Regions from separate parts of the Anser cygnoides genome. Here all the other regions are linked to region 1. The links are chromatin contacts, called in public Hi-C maps. All regions are on one chromosome and are shown on one strand. Each heading gives the region's core, a stretch centred on a gene start, on an enhancer-like site or on the middle of the called end of the contact. The rest is flanking DNA. Distances are from core to core; before and after follow the strand shown.

Evidence for each region. A called contact is a pair of places that touch in the nucleus more often than the background predicts.
Region 2: a contact with region 1 is called in a Hi-C map of liver, with 19 times the contacts expected there. The contact joins two enhancer-like sites. A contact is called at or near these places in 2 of 7 Hi-C or Micro-C datasets (both in liver).
Region 3: a contact with region 1 is called in a Hi-C map of liver, with 2.1 times the contacts expected there. The contact joins two enhancer-like sites. A contact is called at or near these places in 2 of 7 Hi-C or Micro-C datasets (both in liver).

What each region holds. Positions count from the first base shown.
Region 1 is chr2:90,240,701-90,243,400 of Taihu_goose_T2T_genome, reverse strand. All of the region lies in intron 9 of COBL (cordon-bleu WH2 repeat protein), which reads left to right. Among named protein-coding and RNA genes, the nearest start is that of COBL, 94 kb to the left of the region's middle. Within about 2 kb of position 1,285, at least 2 of the 3 cell types and tissues checked have open chromatin away from gene starts, as enhancers often do. A contact at or near this core is called in liver, where this site is marked.
Region 2 is chr2:90,049,557-90,052,374 of Taihu_goose_T2T_genome, reverse strand. All of the region lies in intron 1 of GRB10 (growth factor receptor bound protein 10), which reads left to right. Among named protein-coding and RNA genes, the nearest start is that of GRB10, 59 kb to the left of the region's middle. Within about 2 kb of position 1,339, at least 3 of the 3 cell types and tissues checked have open chromatin away from gene starts, as enhancers often do. A contact at or near this core is called in liver, where this site is marked.
Region 3 is chr2:90,003,249-90,006,193 of Taihu_goose_T2T_genome, reverse strand. All of the region lies in intron 4 of GRB10 (growth factor receptor bound protein 10), which reads left to right. Among named protein-coding and RNA genes, the nearest start is that of DDC, 51 kb to the right of the region's middle. Within about 2 kb of position 1,268, at least 1 of the 3 cell types and tissues checked has open chromatin away from gene starts, as enhancers often do. A contact at or near this core is called in liver, where this site is marked.

The DNA of each region.
Region 1 (2,700 bases), core at 36-2,535:
GTGAGATCATGATAGTATCACTTGACCTCCACATGTGGTCTCTGTCAAGCACTTCATTGAAATCTGGCAAGACATCAGGGCCCGAACATACTGTTCTATGCAGCCCTGAATTTTGGCAGGGTTGCAACATTTAGTAAGTAAACTTCATCTGGCTTGCAAGTCACAGACAAATAGGACAGGCTGATGTCATCGTAAGCTTTAACTCTCATTAAAGAGAAAGTATGTGTTGAGTAATTATTAGACTTTGTCGGTTAAGGTATTTAGGGGAAGTTAAATAGACAGATAATTTTAAGCTGCAAGGTTTCTAAAGAACTGGCATTCAGTAAGCAGTGAAAAATGACCCTTGCTTAATTTAGAAACTGGGTTTGTATCACTCTTCAGATTTCACTTGTAACTCTACCTTTCTTATATCTTAAATTAGAAAGGTAAATATTTATATACTAGAAAAGTTAACTAAGTAAATGTATGCTGTGTAAATCAGGTTTAATTGCATTCTGGTCATTTTTTAGCCAAATAAGAAAACAAGGAGAAACATCACAAATAGATATAATCTAGTAAAAACTGTTCACTGCTTTCTAAAGCTTTTTTTTTGTTTGAGTTAATTCACAGTCAAGCCATGAAAGTAATAAAAACAGAGAGAGGGGAATGCAAATCCAGTTCATTTGACTGCATGACACTTCAGTTTTTCATCTCTTTGAAGAACGAACAGTGTAGGTCAACCAAAGGTACGGGTATGTTGTTCTGTTTGCTGTGTGCCCACCTTAACCAGGACATCAGGGTTCAGCAGACTGTCCCCGAGCCCTGCTGAGCTGCGTGTTGCTGCCACTTCCAGGCAAGGATAGGAAGCAGAATGCCATGGTGGGTTTCTCAAACCAAGGTTTGTGGCAGAGCCCATTCATCGTTTTGGGTGATAAAAATCTTATACTTGTGAGGAGTGGCTTGGCGTAGAGCTGTGTTATGCTACAGTCCATAGTAACACGTCTAACCTACACCGTGATACCATTTTGCTATTCCACCTTCTCGTTGGTTTCTCAAGATCATGGAAGTAGGGCTTTCTGGCTGCCCTTTGTAAGCCCTGGAAGGAGCTAGACTGAGTGGAAATTTGCAGGGAGGAGCAGGAAATGATGACATGAAACTATCACTTGACTTACTGCCCAAAACATGTTTCCCAGCCATTTTGTGTGTTTGCAGACAGAGGGGGCTTGTCCAAGGAAGGCGAATACTGCAGATAAATCCGGTGTGCTCTTTTCTAAATTGAGAATAATTGTAAGGATGTTGCTTAGGATTTGGTGCTGTTCTAAGCACTAGAAATTCCCATCGAATTTCTCTGAAGGAGAAAATTCTAAGTGTAAAGGAAAACCTAAGCTCCAGAGAGGTATGTAGTTTAGTGGCAGCAGAAAGGGTATGGTTTTCCTTGCTTCTGGTAGAATGTTTGTGTGATTGCAATCCACTTTCTGGCCCTAACATGTTAGATTACAGCCCATCCTTTTAGCAGAAAATTGGACAAAGATGCAAACTAAATTTTTCAGATCTTCAGCTGGCTTATGACGTTTCTCAGATTTTTAGGGACAGAACAACAGACCGACTAGTCAACCAGCCTGTAATCCTGAATGTGATACGGAGGAAGAAAATATTATACGTAAAACCCTCATGCCAGGGCCTTTCCTAAAGGCACTAGTGGCTCAAGGAGGTATGACAGACACCTATCAAATTCATTCATAAAGTTGCCAGAAGAAATATTAAGCTACGGTCCAACTGTGTATTTTAAACTCTAATTAATGCTCAATTGTTCTATTCAAATTTATTGCTCTAACTGAAAAGATAAGCACAAACATTAAAAGAAAATTTTGAGTTTGTTTTTTTTTTTTCCTTTTTTTGTTTTACTTCACAGGCTATTTCTAGAAGAGAAATCAATCTTAATAGCAAATCAGTTTGTGGTGGTTTAAAATATGAATTTGAAGTGACTGAGGTTTTTGATTTTTTTCCCCTAAATGAAGACATAAATGAGGAGGATTACATTGTATTCAGAGAAACAGAGGAAGTTCAATTCTCTGCCAAAACAAACATCCGCAGACTTGTGTAGTCTACATGTTTCAATGCATGTGAAAGCATTTGCTGCTGTAGAGTGACTTCCTTGAGTGGAAATAATATTCCAGCTAGTAATGAGATTTTGCAAAAGAAGGAAATCACAGCTATCTTAGTAATTTAACATCTCAAATTTGTTTATGGATAGTTTCCTGTCTGACACATTTAGCTGAACAAGTTAAAGTGTTTAAAGAAGATTAGAATGACATTAATTTTTAACTGCCCTTGACCATGACATTTCACAAAGGGTGTGTTCAATAAAAACAGACGGAAAAATGAGCTTGCCCCTTCACCTTGTAGTGGCTTTCTTGTGTCAACTGATTTAGCTTTCTGTCGCCAATCAACTGAGCATTCAAGGACATCCTTGACTTTTGTCTTTTTCATTTTATGAATAAAAACAGCACAAAAGCGTAGCAATTTCTGTAAAATCCAGTAATGCTAACCTTTTTATCTGTTATTAATACTGAGCTGTTTTTGCAGCCAGAGATTCAGTTTTGGTAATGACCACTAAATTTCATTACAAAATCCTGTTTAATACCAGAATGGTATAATGTGAGAAATTTAATTTGAAATTAAACAGCATAAAAGTGGGCAAAATTATGCAATATTTTATGG
Region 2 (2,818 bases), core at 90-2,589, 190 kb after region 1:
ATGGGCATGCGTGACTCTTGCTCAATTGAACCTTTTGTTCAGGGGCATGGCTGTGTGGGTTTGCAGACAGCTACAGTAAATCCAAAACCGGGGACTGTCGTCTTGGTGGTCTGGACATCCACGGTCTGGACATAGTCCCAGGAGCTTCCGAGAAGCTGTGTTACCGCTGGTGTAGCCTTCCTTAATTTCTTGAACTTCCAGCTACTGCTTAAGTTTAAAAAAAAAAAAAAAAAAAAAAAAAAGTCGAAGTCTTCAGGAGAGGGGGATTTCCGGACTTCTAGAGAAAGCTACTCTAAGCTAAATTCAGGTCCCTTTTTTGCAAAGAAGGGGGAGAAGGGAAGTGTGGATGATACTTTATTATTTGTACTTTGGATCTGCTTCCTCCTATCTAAGCCCTATTTACCAGTAAAATTAGCCTGAATGATGAGATAACCTTTACTGGAGGAACCCAGGATGAGAGGAGCAGCAATATACTGGTCAGCCAAAAAACGTCTCGTACTGATAAATGCTATCCCAAGCAAACACGGAGCTAAGCTGCAGGCAGGAACGGTATCACTTGGAGCCAAGGCAGTGATTAGAGAGCACTTGTGCAGACAGCAGTTACTGTAGTATACAGTTGACCTGTTCTCTGATTTAAATACCAGATTTAGTGTTTTCTTTGATAAACTGAAACACTTATCATGCTAGCTTAAATTGCAGCAAACATTATGTCAAAGTTGAAGGAGTGTACCTTGAAAGGCTTGGTTATAGATTGAAAAATTAATCCAGATTGTCTGGGTTACTGATACACAGAGATAATGCTCTCTATGAATGGACTTTGGCTCTTGGTATGATGCAGCCATGGAGCATTTTGCATCAGAAAATATAGACTTGCAAAAGGACACTGAAATCTAACCTGTAATGCCAGTGTGTTTGGCTGTATAAAATGCTAACTGCTTTAAGAGACTCTATAAAAATAAACCTTGCTTCAGATCATTCTAACACTCTTGCTAGTCACTTGATTAAATCATCCTTGGTTACAGATGCTGACTGATAGAGAAAATAGTACATGCAAACAACTTAGTGAGGGCTAATGCCTCAACAGGCTTCTAAAAATACTGTAATAGCTGGATGGTACAGTAAGCTAAGTAACGTGCTGTGATTTCATATTGAGTGTGTTTATTGGAAGAGAAGAGGGACCTGGGGATTAAACCGTGGAGAAAACACATGACTTATTGGGAGCCCTGTTTCAGCAAGGGGCACGGTGATGGGCCAAAGCAGGTGCCCACTTTGCTGAGGGCCCCGACCTTGTGCTCGACAATAAGGCCGAGCCGGGGCTGCGCCTCGGCAGCTTGGCACGGAGCAATTATATAACTTCTTTTTTTTTTTTTTTTCCCTTTAACCTTGTTCCTGTGTCTATCTGATTGCTGCTGCAGCTGGCGAGGTGCCATTGTTTGTCTTTGAACAACTGACATAAATAGATTCTGGAGGGTCATGTGAAACTACCGTGAGCTCTTTAACATCGCGCCGTGCTTACCTTTCCTCGGCTGCCCGCATTGCTGTAGCAGGTGTGGTTTTGTTTATGCAGGCCTGCCGCTGTACTTTAGCAACGGGGCTGTGCTGGCCCTTAGCGCCCCGAGGAAACCTTTTGCTCCACGCTTGGCTCGAGTTGCAGGCAAGCTCTGCAGACGTGAGCAGGGCTTTGCACCTTCTCAGACAGGCAGGGGTGTCGCGTCCCAGGTTTAGCAACTGGAGCTGCTGCCTCTGAAAAGGTTGCTGCAGGATATCGTGACGTTGGCTTGAGCGTTGTGAATAAGGCCTGTGCTTCTCACTTCTTGTGGTGCAGCTGTAAGGTTACACCGGAGAGGGTGTATGCTATTCCTGTGAGTTACTGGCAATTGCTAGTTAAAAATCTGTTTTAATTGAAGAGTTGGAGGTTTGCAGCCAGCTGTAAGCCTCCGTCTCTGAAATAAGGTCTTGCCAGTTAACAGTTTGTGTGTGGTGCTGTGAGAAACCCCAAAGATGCATCTCAGCCACATCTCGCCTCCATTACTCCGTCAGGGTAGGAACTTCCCCTTCCAGTAGGGACTTTTATGTGTTGGGACAGCTGTAAACACATTAGGTGTGCAACAAATAGCTTACAACTGCTCTTCTTGTTCAACCTTTACTTCTCTTGGGTTGACCTGTTGCTCTTCTTAGCCATTGGGTAATACACAACTGCATCCGTGCATTAGACATCTGCACTTGTTTTTGGGAGGGGGATCTAAGGGTGCTCAACTGCATCGGCATCTGCAGGATTATAGTGACCTGACAAACATCCGAGATGGTGAGTTTCACAGGAAAAGTGCACAAAGAAAAACTGCGTTGAGAGGATGTTCTGCTTTATTCTTAGTGCCTGGGATGTTCAGCTTTCAGCCTTTGTACCAGGTTTGAAATACCTGAGGAGGCTCTGAAGGGATAAGGTAGCCAACACAGAGTCAGAAGGCTTAGTGGTCTCCATTGTATCTGGGGTAGGTAGACAGATATCACGTGTATCGTATCATGACTTGTTAGTGTTAGGTCAGAGGTTGGACTAGGTGATCTTGGAGGTCTCTTCCAACCTAGATGATTCTGTGATTCTGTGATATACTACCTGGAGAAGCTAGAGATGTGGGCACAGGTGAACCGAATGAGGTTCAACAAGTCCAAGAGCAAAGTTCTGCATCTGTGTCGGGGCAGTCCTACACATGAGCACAGACTGGGAGAACTCACTGAGAGCAGCCCTGCAGAGAAGGACTTGGGGGTTCTGGTGGACAAAAAGCTCGACATGAGCCAGCAGTGTGTGCTTGCAGCCCAGAAG
Region 3 (2,945 bases), core at 19-2,518, 240 kb after region 1:
CAAAGCAACAACATTCTGGTAGCAGAAAAGCGAGATTAAATTTTTACAGACAATTTGCCCTCGGGCTTCTGTGAGTCATTTTTGAGCTTGTCCTTGCCTGCAAGCTGTTAAGAGCAGCTAATTACTCCTAAGTAACTTGTCATACTGTTGCTGGTCACACTTATTTTCCCTATTGCCTACTAAAATCCACAGAAAGCGAACAAACCACAGTATTTCCAGACCTTATAAATACCTTTACAGATGTTGGCAGCCTTTCCCATTCCCCAAATACTCAGTTGACCTTAACCAAACTAGATGTTGTCTGTGATAAGAGAGGTACACAGTTTTAGCATTGAAAGATACCTATTATGCTTCAGATTAAGAATATTCTTTACTAATTTGTCCCGAACTCCAGATTAGTGTTGTTTTTAAGAGTTTTAAATACATATAGGAGGATAAATTGCTTGCAGTACTGTAGCACACCTTGCAAATGATTTGTGGAGCACCTTGACAAGAAATAGACATTGGATATGTAAGGATTACCCTCCTCTCCGTTAGACATCGAGTTGAAAGCTAACGTTACAGGAACAGCAACACCTAATCATACATGGAAAGCCTCGAATTTACTGCACTCAGAGTATTTTCCTGTGTTCCGTGCTGCTTTGTTCTGTGGATGTTTTTCATGGCTGACCTTTGAACTTTTTTCTTTAACATGCTGTCTAGCTTGGCAAAGCGATATAGAGCCTGTCCAAGTGGGACTGAGCCTTGGCTCTTGTGTTACAGCCTTGTCAAACGGGTGTCCTCTGACAGGCTGACTCAAATAATGTTGGACTGAAAAATGTCCTTGTTATGTTTGCAGCTAATGTCATTCTGCTTGTAGCATTTAAAAGATTCTAAATATATTTAAGAATTAATTTCATCCTCTGTGTGTTTCATGGGAGGCACTGAGGTTGGGTTTTATTCCTGAAAGCGGATCCCACTAATGTTTCTAATGCTCTTTGGTGAAAATGTTGTTTATACTTTTTGTTTATCTTTGAGCATCCTTATCCTTCATGATTCGCATCCTAGTCTGTTTTTTTTTCCCCCTGTGTTTTGTTTTTTACTAAACAGATGAAAAACATAATCCAGATCTTTCATCTTCTGAGAGACTAGCATCCGCAGGGACTGGAGTGCTTGTGAGCCGGAGCTGGCAGGAAAGTACTGCGTTCAGCTCCAAGGCTGGAGAATGTATATTTCTAACCATTTGTACAGTGTGACACATTTCTTAATATTTTCTAGGATATTAATAAGAAGGCAAAGTCTGTCAGGAGGCAGCCAGCTATATTTGTGCGAATGTACCTTCAGTGTAATTTCCCTTTGCTCTCAGTGAACATTTAGTTCTGCGTTACACTGCAAGTTACAAATGAGCATTTGCTTACAGGCTAATTAAACATAGCTTAGAGCAGTACTTAATTGCAACATTTACAGCAATACAGAGGAACGTAAAGCCAATCTGGCTAACAAGAAATTAACTTTGTACTCTGCACAAGGTTGCGCTAGCTGCTGCGTCTGTAGGTTTCGTTACTGATTGCCCTCTCATATTTGCCTGGAATAGCACTTGAGCAATTTCACTCTTTGTCTAGGAAAAATTTTTAGGATTTTAAACTACAGCAGGAAATTCTGCAAGAGGTGCGATGGGTTGAGGGCATGATGGACTCTTTGAGTGGGCAGGGAAATTGCTTGCACAGCAGATGCTGGCTTTGAGTGTCTCTAGCAGTTCATCCGTCGAACAGATGTCCAAATGGGTCTAAGTTGAAAGACTTTGCTATGTTGATGTATTACCATTAAAATGAAAGAACTGAAGGAACTTTATAAAGTTTCTATAGAAAGCTTTCTATATGTTACTTTTATCCCTTAAATAAATAAACAATCTAGTACCTCTGCAGATGATGAAATAAATTTTACAGCACTGTAAACACGCTCACATCAATTTCTCCTCTTTGCCTCTTTCTCAAGCTTTCTCTAGCATGCAGCTGTAAAAACTGTGGTTGCTAACTGATTCCTGTTGAGCAAAATGGTTGAGGATGATGTTGATGCAAAGGGCTTGTTTTGTCCCTAAATCAGAGCCTTACAAGAGCTAAGCTCCCCGTGTTCAAATGGCAGCCGTTGCAGAAGGGGAGACTAATAAAATTCCAGCAAAAATAATGTAAAAAATGTTTACAGTACCGGCCATGATTCACAGTGACTGCATTCCTTTATGAGCTTGCAGCAACCTCTGCTTTCTACATAATTTATTTCATCTCTACTACAATTGTGTGTCTTCTGAACGTACATCTGTATCAGGAGATGCTACTTAGAGACAATGTCTGAGTAAGGGTATTGATGAAGGAGAGCGCAGAGGAACCGGTTACTTCTCTATGTGAACTGCTTTGTTACTCCCTTTTAAAATCTACAAATGTAGGGAAAGAGAAACTGATTTTTTCCCTTAAACAGTGTGACAATATTTAAATGGAATTTCAAACCAGTCAAGTCTCACTGAGTTCAATAAATACATTAGTAGAAGTAGATGAGGTGAAGGTATTTAATTTCTGAGTTGATAGCAGCTTACATTGTGCAGCACCGCGTTGTGTGTCAATGGAGAACTCTCACCCTGATATAAAAGGACTTCTCCTATTATTTGTGTATAGAAACATTTCTGTTGGTGCAAAACTTTCACAAGGCCAGTTTTGCTGCAGTGATTTAGAATATCTTTTGAAAGACTCCTGAAGAGGCTAAGAGGTACTTTCCTTTTTCACTACAACCATATTTTGGGTTACTTTCAATGCTAGCAAGTGCTTGGGAAGGACGTGTTTGACTTTGTGAAACATGGTTGAAAGTTAGATTTATATGTTGCAACTGAACTACCAATATCTGGAATTAAGTACTTTGATTAGAGACTGAATTATAAGGAGTGTGCTTTTCATGTTATTCATTGTGCACTGGCATTA